Regions from separate parts of the Triticum aestivum genome. Here regions 1 and 2 are each linked to region 3. The links are chromatin contacts, called in public Hi-C maps. All regions are on one chromosome and are shown on one strand. Each heading gives the region's core, a stretch centred on a gene start, on an enhancer-like site or on the middle of the called end of the contact. The rest is flanking DNA. Distances are from core to core; before and after follow the strand shown. Region 1 holds the start of LOC123061056 (lysosomal amino acid transporter 1 homolog). Region 2 has its middle 150 kb from the start of LOC123061059. Region 3 holds the start of LOC123061057 (26S proteasome non-ATPase regulatory subunit 14 homolog).

Region 1 (4,684 bases), core at 1,336-3,835, 350 kb after region 3:
TATACTGTGACAGTTCGAGTGACATTTTTGGGCGGTCGCGGAAGATAGCTTCGGCAACGAATTTGGGTTTGTCACCTAAGATACGATCTTGCGAGACGGAGGAAGCGGTACCATCAGGATTTTATTTTTTATGGCGACGCTTTAGTGACAGTGGGCGTGACGGTCGGGAAACTTCAACAATACATTTTCCGTGATGAAAAAAAGTTTTACGTGACATAAGTGAAACGCCGCAAAATAGAATAGATTTTGTAATGCATCATCAACGTACATAGATGCCCTATGTTTCACAACCTGACGACCCAGGGGAGCCAATACTCCATGCTCTTGTGCAACATCCATAAGATGACCGAGGTAGTTGACAACAAGAACAAAGAGGAGGGGGGCAAGGGGTCCCCTTGCCGGAGACCTCATCGGCCAGTGGTGAATCTGCTCACTAAGAGAGGAATTAACACACACCTAGTAGATGAGGTGACGAATAATGCAACAATCAACCCCCCCCCCCCCACACACACACACACATTTACGCCCAAATCCTCTGTATTGAAGCAACCCAAGCATGAATTCTAAGACATAATCAAATGCTTTTGCCAGGTTAAGCTTGAACATGATAGAGTGGATTTTTCCACCTCAACGCCTCGGTTATGGCTTGAACATAAACAAAATTGTCATGAATACTTCTTCCTTTAATAAATGCATTTTGACCTTGGGAAGTCAGCCGGTTCATCTTAGGTTGCAGCCTAGAGCCAAAATCTTAGCAACAATTTTAGCAAAGTAATGTTTTTTAGGAAAGCAAAGTAGTGGATTTAATATAAATTTGTTCATCAACGAAATCCTATACATGGAGTAAATAAAAAGGAACACTCCATGGTGTCTAGCTTGGAGCTCTGTGTACTCTCATGTTTGCATCCAACCATCCCATTTTATCTATCCTACTTCTGTTCAAGATCTTTGGGTTGCCACTAGAAAATAGTGACATACTAATCTTGTAACCCAACTTTTCTCTGAGCCTATATATAGCCTCTGCTATTCTCCAAACTCCTATTATCCAGGATGACAATGAAGACATTCTTTGATGGGATTTGACACCTAATAGTAAGTGTAACTCTAAGGTGTCTATAAGTTGTGTTCGCAGGATATACAACAAGCTCCAAACATTCAGGCTTCTTAGGTCCCCATTGCAGTCAAGAACATTCTCAAGCAAGTGTGGAAAATTAAAGGCTTGGATCCAAGAATTCCAACCTTTACTTGGAGGCTACTAAGAAAGGCGCCTCCCACCGGAGCAAGGGTAGGTACCTCATTGAAAATGATATGCACCTCTTCTTCCTATGTCCATTCACTAAAGTTGTCTGGCTCTCTTCACCTTGTTTTTAAACTCTGAAATTTTAATTACCGGACAAGATTCTTTGCATGCTACCATCCTGCTTCTTCTTTCCATGAATCACCTCTATGCTTCCATGCAAAATATTCTCACATTTATGTGATCACTTTGGAAAGATAGGAATGATAAACTATTTAATAGGGAAGAAGCCACCTCATCACATCCATCAGAACGAGAAGGCTATCTCAGCTTCAGTTTCTAATTTATTACATGATGATCATGCAATTGCAAACAATGGTGTCCGTCCACTAGCTGCTGGGCCAACTACTCCCTCCTCCAGTTCATACTATTGATTTTGATCTTTTGATTGTAGGGCCTAAAATCTTCTCAGATGCTTCTTGGAAGAAGAACAAAATTCCTGGTAGAAGCACTATTCCATCAACATGTCTGGGGATTTGTTTTCAACTTGCAGAAGGCGCGTGTTTCTCTTCGCTCATGATCCAAGCTTCCATGGAGCTTGCGTCTTCTCCCTTGGTGGCCGAGGGAGTTGCTCCTCACCTTGCGACAGTCATTGTGGACAAACTCAACCTGTAGGGTGTCACCTTCCTTACTGACAATTTCTCCCTAGCAAAAGCAGCAGTTGTTGACGGTATATCTTCATATTCATCTCACTAGACTAGCAGGCAACACTTGGCAAGATTTTTTAACCTCTCTAAGCATCACAGGCATTGTAGTTTTTCATATTGCTAGAAACTTAAATAGTTTTGCTCATGATGCCGTTCATCAGATTCTAAACTCTAGAGTAGAACCTGCTTATGCACGTACTCCCTCTGTAAGCAAATATAAAAACATTCAGATCACTAAAGTAGTGATCTAAACGAAGTATCAAGCAGGCTCATAGGCATCTTGGTTGTCCTTATATTCAAGCTATCTCAGAGCTGAGATACCACCAGTTTGTAATCCACGCTGTAACATGTACTTGAGCACTGTTTGAATGAAATTTGGCGCCTTGAGCGCCTCAACTTGTTGAAAAAGAAGGAACAAAGGGAGTACATCATGTATGAACCATGTGACGAACAGAACTACCCCACGTTTTCACCTGTTGATCGTGTCGAGGGCGACCGAGACGTACGCGCCCGGGCTACCGAGCCGTAACCTGCGTGGACGACGGCACGTTTCCGTTCGACAAGAGGGAAGAAAAACCTGCGAACGAACGGCTCACGAGTCGCGGGTCCCGGTCCAGCCTCCAGCAGGAAGTCTTCCTAGCCCGAGCGAGCGGTGCCACGCGGCCGCGGCAGGGCACGGTGGCAAGCCGCCAAAATAGGCATCCTGGTCTCGCGAGAACCAGCCACCCACATCACAGCCAAGAAGCGGCGGCGAGGGCGAGCGGGCGATAAAATCGCGGCCTCTCTCCTCTCGGCTTCTATTCCATCTTCGCCTCGCCAACTCCAACTCTCTCTCTCTCTCTCGCTTCCTCGGCAACAAGACGAACAACTCTGGTACGAACCACCTCACCTCCTTCCCTCGCGACGCTTTTTCCTTCTTCTGGCGCCGCCGCCTCGTGAGTGTCCGACAATGCCGTGTTCCGTCCGGGGTTTCGCTTCTTGGCGGCTGCGTCCATCGCTCTGACGAGATTGAGTAGCCCTACTCCCGATTCAGCCATCTTTCTCTTCCTGCCTGTACGTCGCGCCGGCTTTAGATTCTTCCAAGGGTTTCTTCTTCTTTCTTGCGGCCTTTCAAGTGTGTTAATGGCGGAGACGCGTTGCCGTTTGGCTTCTGGAACGGAGACGCGGATTCGCTAGGGAATCGATGCAATTTTCAGAGATGTCTCGATTAGGCTGGGCCGACGGGGTGACGCGTCCGGGGTTCCACTTTCAAGTTTTATCTCTCTTGACGCGATTGTTTGAACTATGGATCTGCAGCATGTTTTGGGTTGGCGGCGGAGAGCAAGGGGATGGATAACCTCAGAGATGGAGAGAGAAAGAACGGACGCAGATATTTTGTTCAATTTGGTTCGTGTTTTTGGCTGTTTGCCTAGGTGATTCGTGTGGACATAGGAGAAGAGAATGAAGGCCACTTACATCTACAAGTCCTTATCAATAGAATTTTCAAAATCCAGTTCATTTTTTAAAATTCATTTTTCTACAGTAATAATGTTGCATGCTTACACAAACAAACTGCAGTATACGGGGAGTGGATCATCTCTCTTCTCCTCAATCTTTTCTTACATCCTCTTCCTTTTACTTTTGAATATTCTTTCCATACTATTCTCTTTTAGATTCTTCTCCATTCTTCTCTTTTAGCTGCTGTCTCTGAACTTTCATCATATCTGTTTCTTTTTTTGGTGATGGAACAGTTCTCTCTCCCCCATATTTTGAGCTGAAATTTAGACAGCTATTCAATTTGCTTCAGGCATTTCAAGTAAAAAACGGAAAACATTTTCTTCACATATGCCTGTATGGTACTTATTTCATAATGGAAATAAGAGGTTGCTAATTAGAGTAATATGTTTCCTTTCTTGTTCAAATGAGAAGATCAAATTGACAGCACATCCTTTTTATAACGCCCATGTTTTGTGCAACTGTTCCTCAGGTTTGAGCACACACGCCAATGGGTATCTTCAGTGGAACGCCTCCTCCGAGCTGCCCATCAGCTCCGCATTGCGCGGAATGGGCTAAAGTCTATCTGAAGTACTGCCTGTGCAGTACTAAGGATGGTGTTGCCCTGGGTCTTGGACTGGCTAGTGTCCTCAGTTGGGGTATCGCCGAGGTGCCGCAGATCATAACAAATTACAAACAGAAGTCAACAGAAGGCCTTTCTATTGCCTTTCTGATGACCTGGATAGTTGGGTATGTTGTTTCTTATTTCTCACCTTCCTCGCATATTGATGTTGTATCATCCTTATTGTACTTGCATATGCATATCGTGCGCAACGCTTCTAATGGTGTATGTCATTCTTCTGCACTCATGCAGGGATTTGTTTAACCTTGTCGGCTGTTTCCTGGAACCTGCTACTGTAAGATCCACTATTGCCACAGTTTCCTTTTCTTTTCTCAAATTCCATCATACGACATTTTTCTTCCGCGAGGCACATGCACCCGTTACATGTGTTAATATCCTATATATAGGACACTAGTAGTTTTGTCTGATTTAATGAACTATCCGACTGCAGTTTCATTTGGACAATATAATGACGTGTTATTCATGAGTATGAAAAGCAACCAAATCATTTCTGCTTGCCTGCCATGTTCCTGGAACCAGCAAGAGCTAGTATAGTTATGCTGGATGAACTCATGCATTTTTTTTTGAAGCGGAGAGTAACTGAATATGAACACTAATATAATAGTTCCAAGCATATATAGTATC
Region 2 (4,458 bases), core at 562-3,061, 460 kb before region 3:
AGGAAAAAAAACAAAAAACATATTTTTTCCGATTTCGAGAGGCACGGCTGTGACTCTCGTGAAAGCACAACCGTGCCTCTCACGGAAGCAAGATCGTGACTCTGGCGAAAGAAAAATAAATAGAAAACACGTAGTTTTTCCCTTTCTGAGAGGAATGGCCGTGACTCTCGCGAAAGCACAACCGTGTCTCTCGCGGAAGCAAAACCATGACTCTCGCGAAAAAACAAAAACGCGTTTTGTTTTTCCCTTTCCGAGAGGCACAACCTTGACTCTCGCGAAAGAACAACCGTGCCTCTCGCGGAAGCAAAACCGTGACTCCCGCGAAAGAAAAAAAAACAGAAAACGCATTTTTCCCCCGCTTCCGAAAGGCACGGCCGTGACTCTCGCTAAAGCACAACCGTGCCTCTCGCGGAAAAAAAACCGTGACTTTCGCGAAAGAAAGGAAAAAGGAAACGCGTTTTTTTCTTGAAATTTTTTTTTCGATTTTTTTTATCGAAAAAGCTAATGAAGACCGGGGGAAAACCAAAACATCGAAAAACCCCGGAAAAAACCGTCCAAAAAGTCAAAAACGCATGCGGAAAAATATATAAAAAAAAATTCGGAGGGAGCGTCCAGAGCACAACACGTGGCGAATGGCTGAGAGCGCGCCAAGTGGCGCTGATTGTTGCGAGGCTCCCGAAGGAGCGCTCGTTAACTAGTTGCTCCCCATGTTTCTTCGTTGTGGTATCTTTGGAGAAAGGTTCCGGTTTTGGGAACCTTCTGAAATGTTCATGGCCTGTTTAGGGAACCTTCTAGAAGGTTCCTTGAAACAGTTTTTCCTTTTTTAACCAGGTTTTATTCTATTTTTATTTCATTTTTCTTTTTCTCTGCTTATTTCTTTTCTTTTCTTTTTTGATGTTTCTTTTCTCTGTTTTTCATTTTGTAGTATATAAAAGGTCCTCCGCGTATTAAAAAAATGTTCGTTGTATATTAAGAAATTGTTCATCTTACATTTTAAACTTGTTCATCGTATATTAAGAGATTGTTCAACATATACTACAAAATGTTCATTGTGTATTTTGAAAACTTGTTCATCGTATATTAAGAGATTGTTCAACGTATACTACAAAATGTTCATTGTGTATTTTGAAAACTTGTTCATCATATTAAGAGATTATTCAATGTATACTACGAAATGTTCATTGTGTATTTTGAAAACTTGTTCGTCGTATATTAAGAGATTGTTCAATGTGTTCTTACAAATTGTTCGGCGTATATTACATAAATGTTCAATGTACATTAAAAATTTTGTTCAGACTATATAAAAAAATTGTTCATGTTTCAACTTTTTCAAAATTGTTCGTGTTTTAGAAGTTTTTCAAATTTGAAAAGAAATTCACGTTTTTGAAGAAATTTGTTCATGCAAGGGGTCCGCCTCGTTTGCTATTAGTTAAGCATTTGCGCTATGTTTTGGCTAAGCAGAGTGGCTAGCTTGACCGTTTACAACTGTAGTTTGTGGCGTGCCGGCGGGGGAGTTCGAGTCCAGGCCCCTGCTAAAATTCTTGTAAGTTTTTACATTCTGCGCCCCTGCTTAATTCTCGTGAGTTTTTACATTCAGCGCCTGCAAATGGGCCGGCCCGTTTTACGCGCTCTTCAGCGAAGGCTCTTCTGTTTGCCGCTCGCGAGCGTCCAATAGGACCTCTCTTGAAATCCCATGTGCTGCACTCACTTTCTCCTCTCCTTTTTCTTTATTAACTATGCGAACTATGCACGACCGGCCCGGCCCGATTAATGTAGACCCTTCAGCGAGGCATACTATCTCTCACTTAATGCGACATATAGTCACCGCGTTAAGCAATTGGGCGCGGCTATACCTCGCTTATAGCGAGGCAACCTTCTAACTCGCTACTCCTCTCATTTTTCTTTATTAACTATGCGAGTGGGCCGGCCCGATTATTGTAGACTACTTCAGCGAGACATTCAATCGTCTTAAGTGATGGGGCGCGACTATACCTCGCTTCTAGCTAGGCAACCTTCCGATTCGCTGAAGCGCGTTGTTGTCTCACAAGTGTATAGGCCGGGCAAGTGCGTGGAGGCCACTGCCTCGTTTTTTTTTTCATGTTTTCGCTTTCATTTTTTCTTTCATTTCTTTACAAAAAAAGCTTTACATAAAAAAAATTAACCAAGCATATGATTTTTTTAATGTACATAGAGAAAATGGTTCTCACGTATACGAAAAATGTACACAAAAAATATATAATTTGTGTCAAAAAAGTTGATCATGTATTTAAATTATTTTAATCCATGAATTTAGAAAGAAAATGTTAAACAAGTATTTGAACAATATTATCAAGCATTTCAAAATGTTAAATATGTATAGAAAAATATTGACCATGTATTAAAAAAATGTTTAATGTGCATAGAAAAGAATGGTCACCATGTATTGATAAAATACTAAAACTTGTATTTGAAAAATGTTAATCTAGCATTTGAAAAATATGGTAAATGTGTATAGGAAAATTGTTGACCATGCATTCAAAAAATATTAATGTAGTATTTGAAAAAAATTAATCAAGGATATGAAAAAAAGAGTATTATATGTGTATAGAAAAAATGTTGAGTATGTATGTAGAATATGTTAAACTTGTATTTAAAAAAGTTAATCAAAGAATTGAAAACAAATGTAAAATGTGTATAGAGGAAATGTTGACCTTGTAAGTGTATAGAAAAAATTTTAATCTATTATATGAAAACTGTTAATCAAGCATTTGAAAATGCTAAATATGTATATATAAATATTGACCATTTATTCAATAAATGTTAATCTTGTATTTGAAAATTATTAAACATGTATATTAGAAAAATATATTAAATATATACCAAAAATATGTATAGAAAAACAATGAAAACCCGAGAAAACAAAAGAAAAACAATGAAAAACAAGAAAAGAAAAGAAACAAAACTGAAGGAAATGAAGAAAAAAAGAAAAAACTAGTAAAAAAGAAAAATAAACAAATAAAAATAAAGGAGAAAGAAAGGGAAAAAGTAATAATAACAGAGAATGAAACGAAGAAAAACTGGTTAAGAGACAAGAAAGACAAAAAAATAGACTTAAAAACAGTGGAAGACCGACTGTTTCTCTTCTACTAGGTCACAACCTACCAACATAAGACGAACTGGAAGATGGCCGAATGGCTGGCTGCTCTACGCTACAATCTAACGATCTCTGGATCAAATCCCATGGGTCCCCTTTTTTTTCTCTATTTTTTTAGTATATGCGCTAATGGGGCGTCCTGTTACTATAGACCCTTCAGGCGAGTCTTTCATCGGACTCGCTATAAGCGAGATACAGCCTTTGCGCAAGCGAGGAGAGGTGCTCTCCTAATTGCTCCTATACACGCACCTTACTTTCGATTTTGATGGGCTCGGCCCACTTATGTCGCTCCGGCACGCTGGCTGCCGATTTTCATGTTTTGAGTCGGGTTCCTCCTTTGGTTTTCCCAATGGCTGCCCAGATTTTTTGTTTTCGCTCTCACACAACTGTAGATGGATTTGATGCTTTTGTGTGGGGTCCTTGAGCTTTCTTCTAGTTTTTCACAGGTTTTTTCTTTTTGTCCAAAAAAGAAGCAAAGAAAAAGAACCAGTAAATCTGAGAGTGGGGCCTGCATCACAATTCCTTCCCAACCAAGTGATGTATTTCTGAATTCCCTATTCGATGCTTGCCGCATCAAATTAAAGGGCAAACGCACAAGCCCAGTGTAGTTGGCCGACCCACCACGGGGAGCGACTTGTGAATAGTTCCGTTGTGTTCCAAGGTTTATTCATTTTTCTCATATTTTTTAGCTATTCACTAGATTTCCTGAAGTTTTAACTTCTATATATTTTTGGTTTTTACTTTCAGCTTTTTCTTCGAACATTTCATGGGTATTTTTCATAATTTTTGAACATTTATTTTAAAATTTGTGACTTTTTAAATCTTATGGATATTTTCAAAATTCATGATCATTTTCTTCATACACCATGGAACTTTTCAGAAAACACTATCAATTTTAAAACGACATGGTGAATATTATTTTAAACATGGTGAGTTTTTTTAATGCAGAGTGGACATTTTGTGGATTACATGTTAAATATTTCTTTATACACGGTGAACATCTTTTTAAACACAACATAAACATTTTTTAAAGTGCATTTTTGAACTATATGAACATTTTTAATGATGCATCCACTTTTATTCAATTCATGATTTTTGAAAATCCTGAGTAGTCTGTATTTATAAATTCGTTAACATTTTGCATTGTTCTTGCAATTTTTTTACTGTGGCAGTTCTTTTAATCTCAATGTAAGGTTTTATGTTCCATTTTCCTCCCAACATCCTTTCGTCCAATCTTTCCGGTTGATAATCAATCACCTTACTTTAGTTACCTTCTAAATCAATTTCACTTTAACTTATACTTATCAATCTTCTAATCAAAATAT
Region 3 (4,933 bases), core at 264-2,763:
CCCATCATATCGTCTATGGAGATCATCATCAACGATGGATGATACATAACCAAGGGTGGAGCTTCTCTAGGGGCAGAGCCTGTTAGAAGCCCGCCAACTCCAGGAAAATTCTTAATTTACAGTTAGATGCTAAGCCAGTACAAACATGTCTTTCTCCAAAAGTGATTCAAGCATATCTTATCAGATTGGTTCACTCGATATTCGCTTCTTCTGTGTATTATGTTACACTATGTATGCAATATATCCCTAGAGCTGGTAAAGTGGTAGCTATGAAAGGGCTGTGAGGAGTATAGTCCAATGGCGGATCCTCCACTGGATCACTAATGATGAAACCTTGAAATTTTCAACTAGACGATGATAATGAACTGTGCTCCAAGTAACTACATATCTTTCTAAATGCTATAGTGAAAGCAAATGCTATAGTGAAAGCATTGAACAAATGGAAGTGTGAAATCAAGCAAGGGGTAAGCAAATAAAGTACCAACAGATACAAGAAGCTTATGGGAACGGACTAGGATACCATGACGTGCATCAGGGCTGACTTTAGTCACTGACATGTGCCTAAGGGAACTATAGCAACTAAGATGTAATTAAGAAAGATATAGCAACAATATACATCAAACAATGATCCAAAATCGTCGTATATAGTACTCCCTCTGTTCACTTTTGTAAGACATTTTAGACAGCTGAAATTGAACTGTTATGGGTGTTGTCTTAAATGTCTAAAACACCTTACAAAAATGAACGGAGGGATTACTCCATATGGCCTATCTTCCACAAATTAACATCTGGAACTAATAGCAAATCAACCACACAAGCCTGAACAAAAAGTATCGGCTCAGGTGCGTAAATCAATTGGCATAATAAGTTGATGAGGTCGATCCTTTTCAGCTTATCAACGAGTATGGACAAATTAAGGGCATCAAATCTGGCGCGGGAGAGGGGAAAACGACAGGGCCAACAGATCTACGATCCGGATCGGCGGCCATACCTGCCGGTCTGCTTGAGCATGTCGAGCATGTTGGTCTGGAAGACGTGGTCGACGGCCTCGACGCTGACCCCCGTCCCGCTCTGCGGCATGGCGAAGACGTCGACCACCCGGACCGTGTAGTCGTCGACGAACTCGCCGAGCATGAGGCCCATGACCTCCATCGGCACGCCGGCCCTCCCTGTAATTTCCGACCGGTTAACCCTAGCTTCGTGGAGAGGGAGAAGGGCGTAGATCGGAACCAAAAGGGAGCTAGCTTGAGGGACTAACCGTGCTTGAGCATCTTGAGGAGGGCGAGGGACGAGATGTAGACCTGCTCGGAGGAGTCGAGCAGCGGCGAGTCCGACGGCGGCTGGCCCATCCCGCCGGCGCCGAAGATCCGCTGCAGCCGCTCCATGGCTTCTCTGGGTTGTTCGATTTGGTTCCTGAGTGAGGGGGGCGCTTGGGGAGGACGGCGTTTTTTTTTCTCGGCTTTGTCTGCTGCTTCTGTCTTCTACTGCGACCCCTGGATTTCTTTCTTCGAGCACACGAAGCTAACACCCGAGCTGGGCTTGAAGTGGGCTGGCGTGGCGAACTCTGTCTGTTGCATGGGCTGGCTGGTTTGAAGTGGGCTCCCGTGGCGAACTCTGTCTGCTGCATGGGCCGGCTGGTTTGAAGTGGGCTGCCGCGACGAACCCTGTCCGTTGCATGGGCCGGCTGGTTTAAAGTGGGCTACCGTGGCGAACTTTGTCCGTTGCATGGGACGGCTGGTTTGAAGTGGGCTGCCGTGGCGAACTCTGTCCGTTACATGGGCCGTAGTGCCGACCAAGCTGGGCTTGAAGTCTTTCAGATTTCGTCAGGTCTCTTAATATCTCAGGCTTTCGCTAAAGAGAAATAATTTTCCGTTCTAAAGAAATATCTCCTGTTGCGAATGAACCTTTGTCAAGCTTTGGAAATCCTCCATCTTGAAAAAAGCTTACACTCCCAGACTTTTATTGTTGTGTTATATAGTATTACCTCCATCCCCAAATTATTGTTGTGTTATATAGAATTTCTTATTAATGGAGAAAGTACTGATAAAATATGCAGGTAATTGTAAAGAACTTTCTCAACCATGAACCTTGCAATCTTAATGCTGGAAATCAACTTTCTGTATGCAAAGCAATAAAACCAGCTCGCAGAAATGGCATGACATAATTAAAGCATGTACATAATTTGTTTTCGCTTTAAGATAATTTTGTTTTCGCAATCGGCATGGCATTATTGCCGGGAAAGGCCACGTTAATTCCCACCAAAATCGCAACCATTCCACGATGGTGTGTTTTCCCCTTTACACCACGGCAGCCGCGCTTCTTTATGTTATCCATCCCCTCTCGCAAGCAAAAGGTGTGCAGCACTCGGGCCACTGAACTTGCATTGGCACTGTTGTCGACGCGAGTGGATATGCTCCGAATGATTCATCCATCCGGCCTTCCCCGCCCTTTCCCCGCCCTTTCTGGTTTCTCCTCATTATTATTTGCCCTCGCCAAAAGCTCGTTGCCCGTCAAATCACAGGGCCTCGACTCGAAGGCAAAGCCTTCTCCGCTAGCGACGAGATCGCGGGTGGGGTTTTTGGCCGCTTTTGGGGGCGCCGGCAGAGCACATGAAAAATCTGCTCCGCTCAGCTCTCCTTGCCGAATTGTCGTTCTCGCGCCAGACCATGACGATGACATGAGCCTGCAATGAAGATCAAAACGAATTAGGCTAGCGCAACCCGGCGGCGGACGGCAAAGAGCTGACACGTAACAGTGATCGTTCCTTCTTCCAGCGTGCGAACAAAGCTTGCCCACTGTACTGACGACGTCGTCGTCGTCCGCGGCGATCGCTGCTTCTCAACCTAGCTAGAAGATAGAGTAGCTCGATCTGAGCCTGACAGTTGGTGTTTGGAGTGCTGGGACGCCGCGGCACGACGCCGCCGCGATAGCGACGGTGACTGGACGTGTCTGGAAGGGTATGGTGTTGTGCACTTCAAGCATATCTTTCTCGGAAATCAGTTTCTATCTTGCCTCCGACTGTTGAGGTTGAGGAGAAAGAAAACTTGCATTCTTTTTGTTGAAAGTAAGAGCATCTTTAACAGTCGCGCTACGCGTGGTACTCTAAAAACCTTTTACAACGCGTAGATCGTTCTGTTTTTATGCGGCGAGCAGCGCTTGCTCTAGCGGCTGCTCAAAAATTTAGCTCGCGCGAGCCGCTCCAGCAGGCGCTGCAAACTTAGACAGCGGGCGCTCTCGCACAAACTACATATACACTCCAAACAAATATAAAACATAGGCATAGATTAATAGATAAAAAAATGATACATAGATAGTTCAACATAGTATACATAGTTCATCATAGTATATTTTTTTTGAAACAAGGCAACAGATTTGCCATTTCATTGATTAAGAAGAAGAGTTTGTAAGACATACACCGCCACACCGGCACAACACAAACGAATTACTCTTGCGGCATTACATTACCCAAATGCTTGGCACCCGCAATAGCCCAAAGTGACGCTTCTTCCTTTATAGCACGAACTACCACCGCCACTGCGCCGCTTTATTCCTAAAGACACGCGCATTTCTTTCTTTCCATAGCTCTCATCCAACAAGATGCAGCAGGGAGGACAAAGCCTTCTTTTGATGCGCATGGCCGATGACCCCTTCCCACCATGCCTTGACCGTGTGGAAGCTATGCCAGGGGCGCCGTGTTGACATGGAGATCTAGCCAAGTGAAATATCGTTCCAGACTCGCATAGAGAACCGACACTTGAAGAGGAGGTGAGCCGTCGTTTCCCGCGCTTGGTTGCAGAGAGGGCACCGGTCGCGATTTGGCTATCCCCTATGTTGAAGCCTATCTGCCGTCCAAATTCTGTTTTGAATGACCAACCAAGCAAAGAATTTACATTTTGGGGGCGCCCACACCTTCCAAACCATGGCCTGCATATTGGAGCGAACAAGACCAGCGAACTGGGCTTTGTAAGCCGAAGATGTAGTATAGGTCCCTCCATTAGTGAGCTTCCACATAATAGAATCATTGACCCCCGGTTGGATGGTGACATTGGCTATCATCCCCCACAGCGTGGTGAATTGTTGAATGTGTTCAAGCATCATCCCCTGTTGGGTGTCAATGTGAGTGACCCAAGCATTATACCCAATCGCCTTGCTCAATGTGGCCCCCTTTTTCCTTGAAATCTCAAAGATTTATGGTGCAATATCTTTGGGCCTCAACCCCTCTAGCCAAGATGACTCCCAGAATTTTGCAATTGTCCCATCACCAATAGTAACCTTAGTAGCTGCCGCGAAGAGGTCCATGTCGTCCTTGTTGCACGGCGTCTCCATGCCGCACCAAGCTCTTAGAGTGGCATCCCATTCAAGCCAAAGCCATCGCAAACGGAGCACAGTAGCAAACTTGGCAAGGTTAAGAATTCCTAGTCCTCCAAACTCCTTGGGTTTGCACACTTGCTCCCAATTGATTTTGCATTTACCACCGGACACCTTGTCAGAGCCAGCCCAAAGATAGGCTCGCCTCAAGCGATCAATCTTCATAAGCACCTCCACCAGGAGGTCAAGCGGTGTAAGGTGATAAATTGCCACCGCCGAGAGGACCGCCTTGACTAGGGTCATGCGGCCCGCAATAGCCACATGTCTCCCTCTCCATGGTGCAAGCTTCCCGGCGGCTTTATCTTCTAAATGTTGCATGTGAACCCTCCTTAACCTTTTGATCGCGAGCGGCAGGCCTAGGTATCGGATGGGGAAGGATGAACGACAAGCTGGGAAGGACTGCAGGATGTCATGGAGGTCAATGCTCTCACATCGGATAGGCGCAACAAGGCTCTTAGCGTAGTTTTTGACCAAGCCGGTAGACTCACCGAAGCAGGCAAGTGTAGTGGTGAGGAATTGAACATCCTCCTTTATAGGGGCACAGAAAAACACCGCATCATCGGTG

What was found. Hi-C and Micro-C count contacts between places; a contact is called where the count stands out from the background.
Region 1: a Hi-C map of leaf shows a contact between it and region 3, with 4 times the contacts expected there. The contact joins the promoter of LOC123061056 here to the promoter of LOC123061057 in region 3. A contact is called at or near these places in 1 of 5 Hi-C or Micro-C datasets (leaf) and 1 of 1 datasets of contacts at active chromatin or transcription factors (leaf).
Region 2: a contact with region 3 is called in a Hi-C map of leaf, with 4 times the contacts expected there. The contact joins the enhancer-like site here to the promoter of LOC123061057 in region 3. A contact is called at or near these places in 2 of 5 Hi-C or Micro-C datasets (both in leaf).

What each region holds. Positions count from the first base shown.
Region 1 is chr3A:224,673,437-224,678,120 of IWGSC CS RefSeq v2.1, reverse strand. It overlaps LOC123061056 (lysosomal amino acid transporter 1 homolog), which reads left to right and starts at 2,585. Exons shown (of 14, transcript XM_044483960.1): 1 at 2,585-2,817; 2 at 3,911-4,167; 3 at 4,292-4,334. The coding sequence starts at 3,929.
Region 2 is chr3A:225,487,009-225,491,466 of IWGSC CS RefSeq v2.1, reverse strand. No RefSeq gene overlaps it. Among protein-coding and RNA genes, the nearest start is that of LOC123061059, 150 kb to the left of the region's middle. Within about 2 kb of position 1,811, at least 3 of the 8 cell types and tissues checked have an H3K27ac peak or open chromatin away from gene starts, as enhancers often do. A contact at or near this core is called in leaf, where this site is marked.
Region 3 is chr3A:225,022,341-225,027,273 of IWGSC CS RefSeq v2.1, reverse strand. LOC123061057 (26S proteasome non-ATPase regulatory subunit 14 homolog) reads right to left here and starts at 1,513. Exons shown (of 6, transcript XM_044483962.1): 1 at 1,259-1,513; 2 at 992-1,169. The coding sequence starts at 1,385.